Regions from separate parts of the Macaca mulatta genome. Here region 1 is linked to region 2. A link is a contact called in public Hi-C data. All regions are on one chromosome and are shown on one strand. The core of a region is the stretch at or near the end of the contact, and the rest is flanking DNA. Distances in the headings are between cores, read along the strand shown. Region 1 holds the start of FMNL2 (formin like 2). Region 2 holds the start of STAM2 (signal transducing adaptor molecule 2).

What was found. A called contact is a pair of places that touch in the nucleus more often than the background predicts.
Region 1: a contact with region 2 is called in a Hi-C map of fibroblasts, with 2.0 times the contacts expected there. The contact joins the promoter of FMNL2 here to the promoter of STAM2 in region 2. A contact is called at or near these places in 4 of 14 Hi-C or Micro-C datasets (blood, fetal cortex germinal zone, fetal cortical plate and 1 more).

What each region holds. Positions count from the first base shown.
Region 1 is chr12:57,242,890-57,247,149 of T2T-MMU8v2.0, forward strand. It overlaps FMNL2 (formin like 2), which reads left to right and starts at 2,141. Exons shown (of 27, transcript XM_028830704.2): 1 at 2,141-2,691. The coding sequence starts at 2,575.
Region 2 is chr12:57,102,970-57,106,736 of T2T-MMU8v2.0, forward strand. It overlaps STAM2 (signal transducing adaptor molecule 2), which reads right to left and starts at 2,210. Exons shown (of 15, transcript XM_077956997.1): 1 at 2,045-2,210.

The sequences.
Region 1 (4,260 bases), core at 891-3,390, 140 kb after region 2:
ATAATAAATGGAATATGCATTTTTAAATGATTGCTTGATTTTAATTTTGTGGGGAAGAGTGCTACAATTAAGGTGATATAAATGTCTTTTCTTTTCTTTCCCTCCATGCCTTCTCCCCCCAAAAAATTTCCTAAGATTTTGATGGAAGTTCTTATAGAAATTGTACAGTCCTATGGAGTATTTATTTCTCCTCTTAATAATCACAAATAACAACCAAATATTAGAGATTCCAAACATTGAAATGGCAGGAAAGTTCTTTTGGTTCATAGATTTGCACACTTTGTCCTTGGCTTCCCTCAAAGTGTGAGCTTATGAGAGAGACTAGATGTGATAAGACTTAAAGGGAGAAAAAGGTTTCTGGCAGAAATATAGCCGCAGGGAGCCATAAATGTAATCGAAAAGGCTTTCTCAACTGCAGAAAAGAATTCCAGCCTTTTTATTCAGATGGGCAACCCTCTGGGTGGGCTGATTTTGTGAGTCAATCAGATCCAAAGTATATGTCTAGAGATTACAAAGGAAATAAATACATTTGTGGGTCAGAAATGTCTCACCTGGTCCAAACTGCTTTCTTTCTCACTCATTTTCATTAGTTTGGGGTGTGTGTATATCTAAAACTCCCTGCTTTTCTCTCAGATCAGTAACACATTTGCCACTAACTTTGATACGGCATTACTTTAGAAATACAGGTTACAGTTATTCAGAATTTTAAGTTGAATTTATTTATACTCTCTCCATTCTTTAAAGACTAGAAGTGGTTTAATAGAACACACATGATGTATTTGTGTGTATTTGTGTCATATGCTTTTGGAAAAAGTCACTTGTCAATTCTGCAAATAGTTCTTGGGGTGTCTGCTATGTTTAAAGAATCTTGAAGTTTATAAAGATGAATGAAATGTCCTTGATGATTGAATCTTGGTGTACTAACTTGTCCAGAAACACTTGCTATTTACTAAAAGCATAACAACATTACCTGCATATCAAAATCACCTGGGGAGCTTGTTAAACATACACCGGCCCAGGCTCCAGCTCTCGGCTTAAGGAGATTCTGATAATACGCAGAGCTCAAGGTGTGTGTAGTTTTAACAAAAAGCTTCCCAAGTGAATCTGATACACATCTAGGATTAAGAAACACTGCTTTAAACTAAGAAAGGACTAACTGCAGAAGTTCAGCCACAAGTCAACCAGATGTATGCCCTTAACATTCACATGAGCAGTTGGCTAAAGTCTCTTATAAGGCTATTTCTATTTCCGAGGTTTCAGAATGGGTTGTTACAGTCTGAAACACACCCCAGAGGACAGAGTCAGGTCTAATCTTTTCTGTAAGACACCTTGCTCGAGACTGCTGTGAAGGAATAAGAGAGCTGCAGTCAAAGATCATCCCAAAGCCTCCCAGAACACTCTATAATTATATCCATCTCACATGAAACATGGGTGTGTAAATTTTCTCCTTCGCTAGATTGGCAAGTATTCCAGTACAGGGCAAGTCTCTTTTTTTTTCCTTCCACCAAGGAACACAATAACCCATACATAATAGGTGTTTGACAGGTGTTTTTTGTTTTTCTTTTAATTGAATTGAATCCTTACCCAGTTCCCAGGGGCTGACTATATATACCCATAAATTATACATTTGTTTATAGAACATTTCAATCACACCAAAGAACATATATATGGAAGAAAGAACGATGAACAAGCACCCATGGACCCCCCACCGCCACCCCCCCGTTTATGAAACAGGACTTTGCCAATGCTTTTGAAGTTCCTTATTGAACTAGATCTTTCAAAAACAGCAACGATTTTCTGAATTTTAATCAGAAGGCATGCATTCCTTCATTCATTGATTGGATTCCGTCATGGTCAGACCTGCCTACCAAGTGTCAACATGATATACACAATGTAGGTATTCTACTGTTGGGGTGAGGAGGGTCAAAAGTGACATAAGCTATCTCCAGAGACGTACGGATCGCCCTTGCTGCAAATGGCCCCAACTCGGCCTGGCGCTCTGGAGCGGGCGTGGTTTCTGCGCGCGGACACTTTGGGCAGAAACTACGCGTCCCGGCAGTCCTCGGGGCGAGTGGGCGGAGCCGGGCCGGGGGCGGGGGCCGGGCGAGAGGGGGCATTGTGTAGGGGAGCGCGGAGCTGCATTTGTCTGCTGGAGGTGTTAGCCGATCAGGCGCAGCCGTGGCCGGCAAGGGCTGGAAGTGTCAGAGGCGGCCGCGGGCCCGGCAGAAGGCCGAGTAGGAGGAACCACGCGTCGGGGGCCGCGATCTCTAGCAGGGGGCGGTGTGCCAGCGGAGCACCATGCACACAGGCGCCCAGCGCCCCGACTACCCCTCCCGAGGAAAAGAGGCCGGGGCCGCGCTGGGGCGGCGGAGAGCATGAGGGAGGCCGGGGGGCGGCTCGGCTTGGAGCGCTGCTAGGGAGCGGTGCGCGCCGCACACCCGCCTGGGCGCGGCGGAGGGTGGGGAGCCGGGCAGGTCGCGCCTGCAGGCGGGAGCCGACCGCCGGGAGCTGTTCTGATTTCCGACGCGCACGCTAGGGGCCCGGAGCAGCCCCCGGCCCCGGCGCGCCGCCGACATGGGCAACGCGGGGAGCATGGATTCGCAGCAGACCGATTTCAGGGCGCACAACGTGCCTTTGAAGCTGCCGATGCCCGAGCCAGGTGAACTGGAGGAGCGATTTGCCATCGTGCTGGTGAGTGCGCGGCGGCGGCCGGGCGCGGGGACCCGGGGCCCCCGGCCGGGCGGCGCAGCTGACCCCCGCCCCTCCCCTTCGCCCGGTGCCGGGAGCGAGCCTCCATTCCCGTGGGGTAGGCTCCCACTTTCCCCTTTGTGGCCCCCAGCACTCCTCTTCACCCCCCTGGCAGTCTCCCGGGCTCAGCCTCTCGGGGTCCCGTGATGGGGATGGGGGCTCCGGGCGGGCTGCCCAGCCAGCCCCGAACCCATTGTCTGGCTGGAGAGGCACCTCACGGCGCGTGTGCCCGGGAGGTGCGGCGTGGGCGTGAAGGGAAGGTGGCGCGGGCTTGGGAGGAGGAGGCGGCGAGCCGCTTAGGCTTTTTTTTTTTTTTTTTTAAACAAAACAAAACAAAAAACCCTGAGCCCCTGCGGACCATCCCTCGGGCGGCCAGCCCTGGACCTGCGAAGTCCCCGGCAGATGGGGCGCGTGTGGCCGGCCGTAGGCGCCGCGCCGGGCGATGAGCGGAGGCGAACTTGGAGGGCGGACGTCGTGGCTTGGCCAAGGGGAGCTTCCCCGAAAGGGAAAGGGGAGACCCACAGCAGTGCGGCGCCTCGGCCCTTGGAGAGGAGCAGGGGCGTCTGAAACCCAGGCTGGGGAGAACCTCAGCGCGTTCCCTCTAGACTTAAATCTTAAACCACAAAAATGTGCAGTTTTGCGGGGACGTGTTGCGAGCTGTCCTGACTGCACGGGCGACCCCTCCTCTCCTCTTGCACTCCCGGCCAGGTCCCCCGCTCCCTGCTGCATTCCGCTTCTCCCAGCTTTCCAGCTCCTCGAATCCAGGACTCTGAAAACTCCTCTCTTTCTCCCTTTCCTGCTGGGACTGTGTCTGGGCCCCTCCCAGCCGAGGCTTGTGCTGTGAGCTGCAGAGGGTGTGGCGGCTTGCCCCAGCCAGGATCTGGACTGCAGTTGGTCCCCAGACTTCTAGTTTTAGCGTCCCAGCCTCTTCTAAGGGATGTTGGGAGGGACACAGGAGAGATTGGACGCATTCCTATTCCTTACACTTGTACACTTCTCTTTTCCTAGTTGGTTACCTCTAAACTCCGCAAGACTAGGCAGCAAGGGAAACTCGTGATCCGGGCAGCCAACGATTGTGCCTGCCTGCGGGTTTTCTTTTCTTCTTTTGTTTTCATGAAAACTTACAACTTTGGCAGAGGACTCGAGTTCTAGATCAAAAATCGGTTTTCTGAGGTCTGCTCAGCGACAGGACGTTCAAATTGCCTGCCTTCAGGCCTTGAAAAAGGGATGGTTTGGTATGGGAAATGATGTTCTGGATGGCAGGTTAGCTGTGTGCTCTTTAGGAGAACTGAGCTCTCTCTCCCGCCACCTGGAAACTCTGGTGTGGCCGTCGGGGAGATAGATGAGGTTGCTTGGGTTGCTTTGCATCTCCTGTGATCTCCCACAGCTGCTCCCACCGTTGTGCAAGATGGGACATTCAAATGAAACGGCCTAGGCATAATTCTTAAGGCGGCCTGGGTGCATACCTGACCTGCTTTACCAGAGACAAACGTTTTTCTTCAAAACCCTCTT
Region 2 (3,767 bases), core at 960-3,459:
CTGGCTAATTTTTTGCATTTTGGTAGAAACAGGGTTTCACCATGTTGGTCAGGCTGGTCTCGAACTCCCGACCTCAGGTGATCCACCCACCTCAGCCTCCCAAAGTGCTGGGATTACAGGCGTGAGCCACCGCGTCTGGCCCTTGCTTTGTATTAACGATTTAAAATGAAAAGTTTCAAGATATGAAAAACGCAACATGTAATTTTCCTTCTATGATATATGTGCAAGTCCAACTTGAGCTCCTTAGTATTTCATTCTACTTTTTCTAACTCCATTCTCTTGTCTAGAAGTTGCACGAGGGCCTCAAATTCATTCTTTCACCCTTAAAATGCCTTTGGGGTACTGAATTCAGCCATCCTTAAGCTAATATGTAACTACTTGAAGCTCTGGCTTATGGCATTGGCCATAAAATAATCTAGACACAGTTTTTTTGTTTTTGTTTTTTAAATTTCAACAGCAGTGCCTCCTTTACAACTGTGGGACTAAACTGTGATCCACTAAACCATGCTGGAGCCTCGGGAGCCAGGCAGGGAAAGGTTTAGAACAGAACAGTAGGAGTAACTCTGCCTACTATCCACCAGAGAATTTTTCCATCAGAAAACAATCAACTTCCAAGAAAGATTTACCTTAAAGAAAAGAGTTCACGGTTTTTAAGTTTTAAAATCATTTGTCTAATTCTATTTTGTACCTTCTGTTTTATTTCATTACAACAGAACCAAAGTGTTCTTTTAAAAGCAATTTTTTAAAAGTACAAGTTGCACAAAGGTAGTATGATTCAAACAAAAGAATAAATACTGCAATGAAGTGTTCCAAAAGGAAACAGTGAGCCTCAGAGTGATGTTTCCCAGATTTATGCCAGTCACCTGTATTCAGCCACCAAGAAAAAAGTTGAATGAAATAAGGAACATACAAATTTGAACTATTTACATATATTATTTGGCTCAAACATATTTTTTTAAATGGCTTAGGGATTACACAACGTACCAGAATAGGGCAGTTTCTGCAGTTTCCTAATAACCAAATGTTAACCAAGAAACAGGTGAATTACTGCCCAAGATGTGCTGTATTCTTGTGAGTCCCCCCGCCCCAACCCCATTTTCAAGTTCTAAAAATTTACCTAGAGTTCTGTTAACTAAGGCTACAAAAAGAAACAAAAAACAAACCTGTAGTCCCAGCTACTCGGGAAGGGAAAACGGACGTGGAGGCTGAGGCGAGAGGAATTCTAGTCGCACCTGGGCAACATAGTGAGACTCAGACTCTCAAAAATACATACATATATGTCTGTTTGTTTTAGTGTTACTCAAATTTCCAAAATAATTTCGTATATATCTTGTCCATGTTTTTCTCATTCTATAGTCACTCAGACCAGCGCTTTATGACCGCAACAAGTAAAATACTTGTTGTTCTGGAGTGTTTTGAGACTCGAGATTTCCTTTTCATACTCTAAAACAGAACATCTCCTAGCACCCGTGCAATCTTTGCAATTCGGGGATGAAGAGCAACACCTTTACAACTGCAATAAATCTTAAGACTACCCTATCAGGGATTGAATGCAAGAGTAATATAAATAATGGGAAGTAAGTTCTTCCTATCCAATGCGGCTGTCTAGGTGTTAAGTGTCTGGTGTTGGGCTTCTCTAGACAGTAGGGTCTCCACTGCTGCATCATCCTCAAAAAATGATGGGGCAGACACAGAGATAACTAGCTGTCGAACGAGCAGGAAGTTTTTAATCACCAACTACACAATTACTTAATCAGTCCAGTCTCCAGCGAGCCCTAGGCTCTTCCCAAATCCTACGCTTGGAAGGGAGAACGGCCCTTTGAGCGTCCCCAAATTCACGCGGCAGGAAGCACTCCCCAAATCGCTAGCGACGCGCCGAGGTTGCCCCCAGAAAAATCCCAACGTCGAAGTAGCGGGCGGCACCGCCCCTCCCCTCCCTACTCTTGGCTTCCTAGTCCGGAGTCGCTACCGCCCACTTTCTAGCTGGACAAACAGCAGTCCAGGGCCGGGCACAGAGCAGTCCAGGACCGGGCACAACACTCACCCACGTCTTGCTCGAAGGGGTTGGCGGTGAACAAAGGCATCTCGCCGGCGCCCGAGCCCTACTCGCTGCTGTCTAGCTGAGACTCCGCAACTGCTCCCCGCCGGGTGACCCGCGGCCACGGCTCCCTAGACCGCTCCGCTTCGGCCTCCGTCCCCGCACTTCCGCCACCGCACCTGCCCGGCTCCTGCCTGACGGGCCGGCTCGGAGTCCACCCTTCGACCCCGCGCTCCTGTCCCAACTTTTCTCCCGGGGCAAGATCCCTCCGATCACGGGCGTCCTCCCAAGGCCTTTGTCGCTGCCCCAGTCCCAGACTTTTGTAGGGGTCAGGCGGCCGCTACGGCCACCTTTCCAGCGCTAGGACCCCGGCGAGCCACGGAGCCGGGGACCTTTGGAGCCGGAAGTAGTCCTGCCTGGAACTGGACGACCCCGGAAGCTGCAGTGCCGGCGGCGGCGCGGCAGGGGGCGCGGTTGCCTGTGGTTTTTCGCGTTGGACGCCGGCTCTGAGGGCCTTGTTCTTGTCGCTAATTTAGTTGGTTCCAGAGCGGCAGGACTCGTAGCTAGAGAACGAGGAGCCACGATGCGTACGCGTTACAGTCCTGTTTCCCTAGAAACGGAGCCGCCGGCGCAGAGGTGGCTTTGAGATTCTGCGAAAGACCTGACTGCTCTCGAACACTTACTGTGTTGCACCCTCCCTGGGCGCCCAATCCAAACCCCGTCGGAATAACCACCCGGGACAGCGGTGGTCGAAGTAACTACGCCTAACTTTTCGCTTTCCATCGTGTCCCCCCATAAAAACACTGCTGGACCCCGGGAATCCAAAGTCGAAGGAGGCACACTCCCTGCCTTAGAGAATTTTATAGGGGCAGTGCATAACGTACATGATGGTGTATGGCGATTCGGATAGTAGTACAAGTCATAAACTCAAATTCCTATAGGATCCAGGCAGGTATTTAAATGAATGCAAAAGCCCGGCACCCTTCCCACCCACATATTCTCTGCTCCTCTTAGAAAACTGTAGTAATGATTATGTTGCCTGTCTCTCTCCTCCTCATTAGATTATAAACTCCCCGATGAGTTTTGGTCACTACTGTATCCCCATCGTCTAAAACAGTGTCCCAAGTAATAGGTGCTCAATACTTTTCGAATGAAGCTGTAACTTTCTAACCGAACAGTGCATATCTAAAGATGTCAACTATTGGCAAATTTCAGCCATTTGTTGAAATGCGGGTCCTACTAGAGTTTGCAATTTTTTAACGATTTTTAAATGTTGAGAATTACTCCAACATTTTAAATAATGGATTAATCAAAACCATTTTACAATCTCCAGTATAAAGACCTGATGCTATAAAGAGAGAGCTCATACACATTCAGAAAGGTGGTTGCATTTTATAAAGTTAGGGGCACAAATGAGAAGGAATTGTGTAGGTGAAGGGGCTGTTTTTCATAGAATGTTGAACCTAGGATGTTCAAGATAAATTGGGAGGCTGGGCATGGTGGCTCATGCCTGTAATCCCAGCACTTTGGGAGGTCAAGGCGGGCAGATTGCTTGAGGCCAGGAGTTCAAGACCAGCCTGGCTAACATGGCGAAAACCCATCTCTATTAAAAATACAAAAATTAGCCAGGCATGATGGCGCAGGCCTGTAATGCCAACTTCTTGGGAGGCTGAGGCACAAGAATCGCTTGAGCCCAGGAGGCGGAGGTTACAGTGAGCCAAGATCAGGC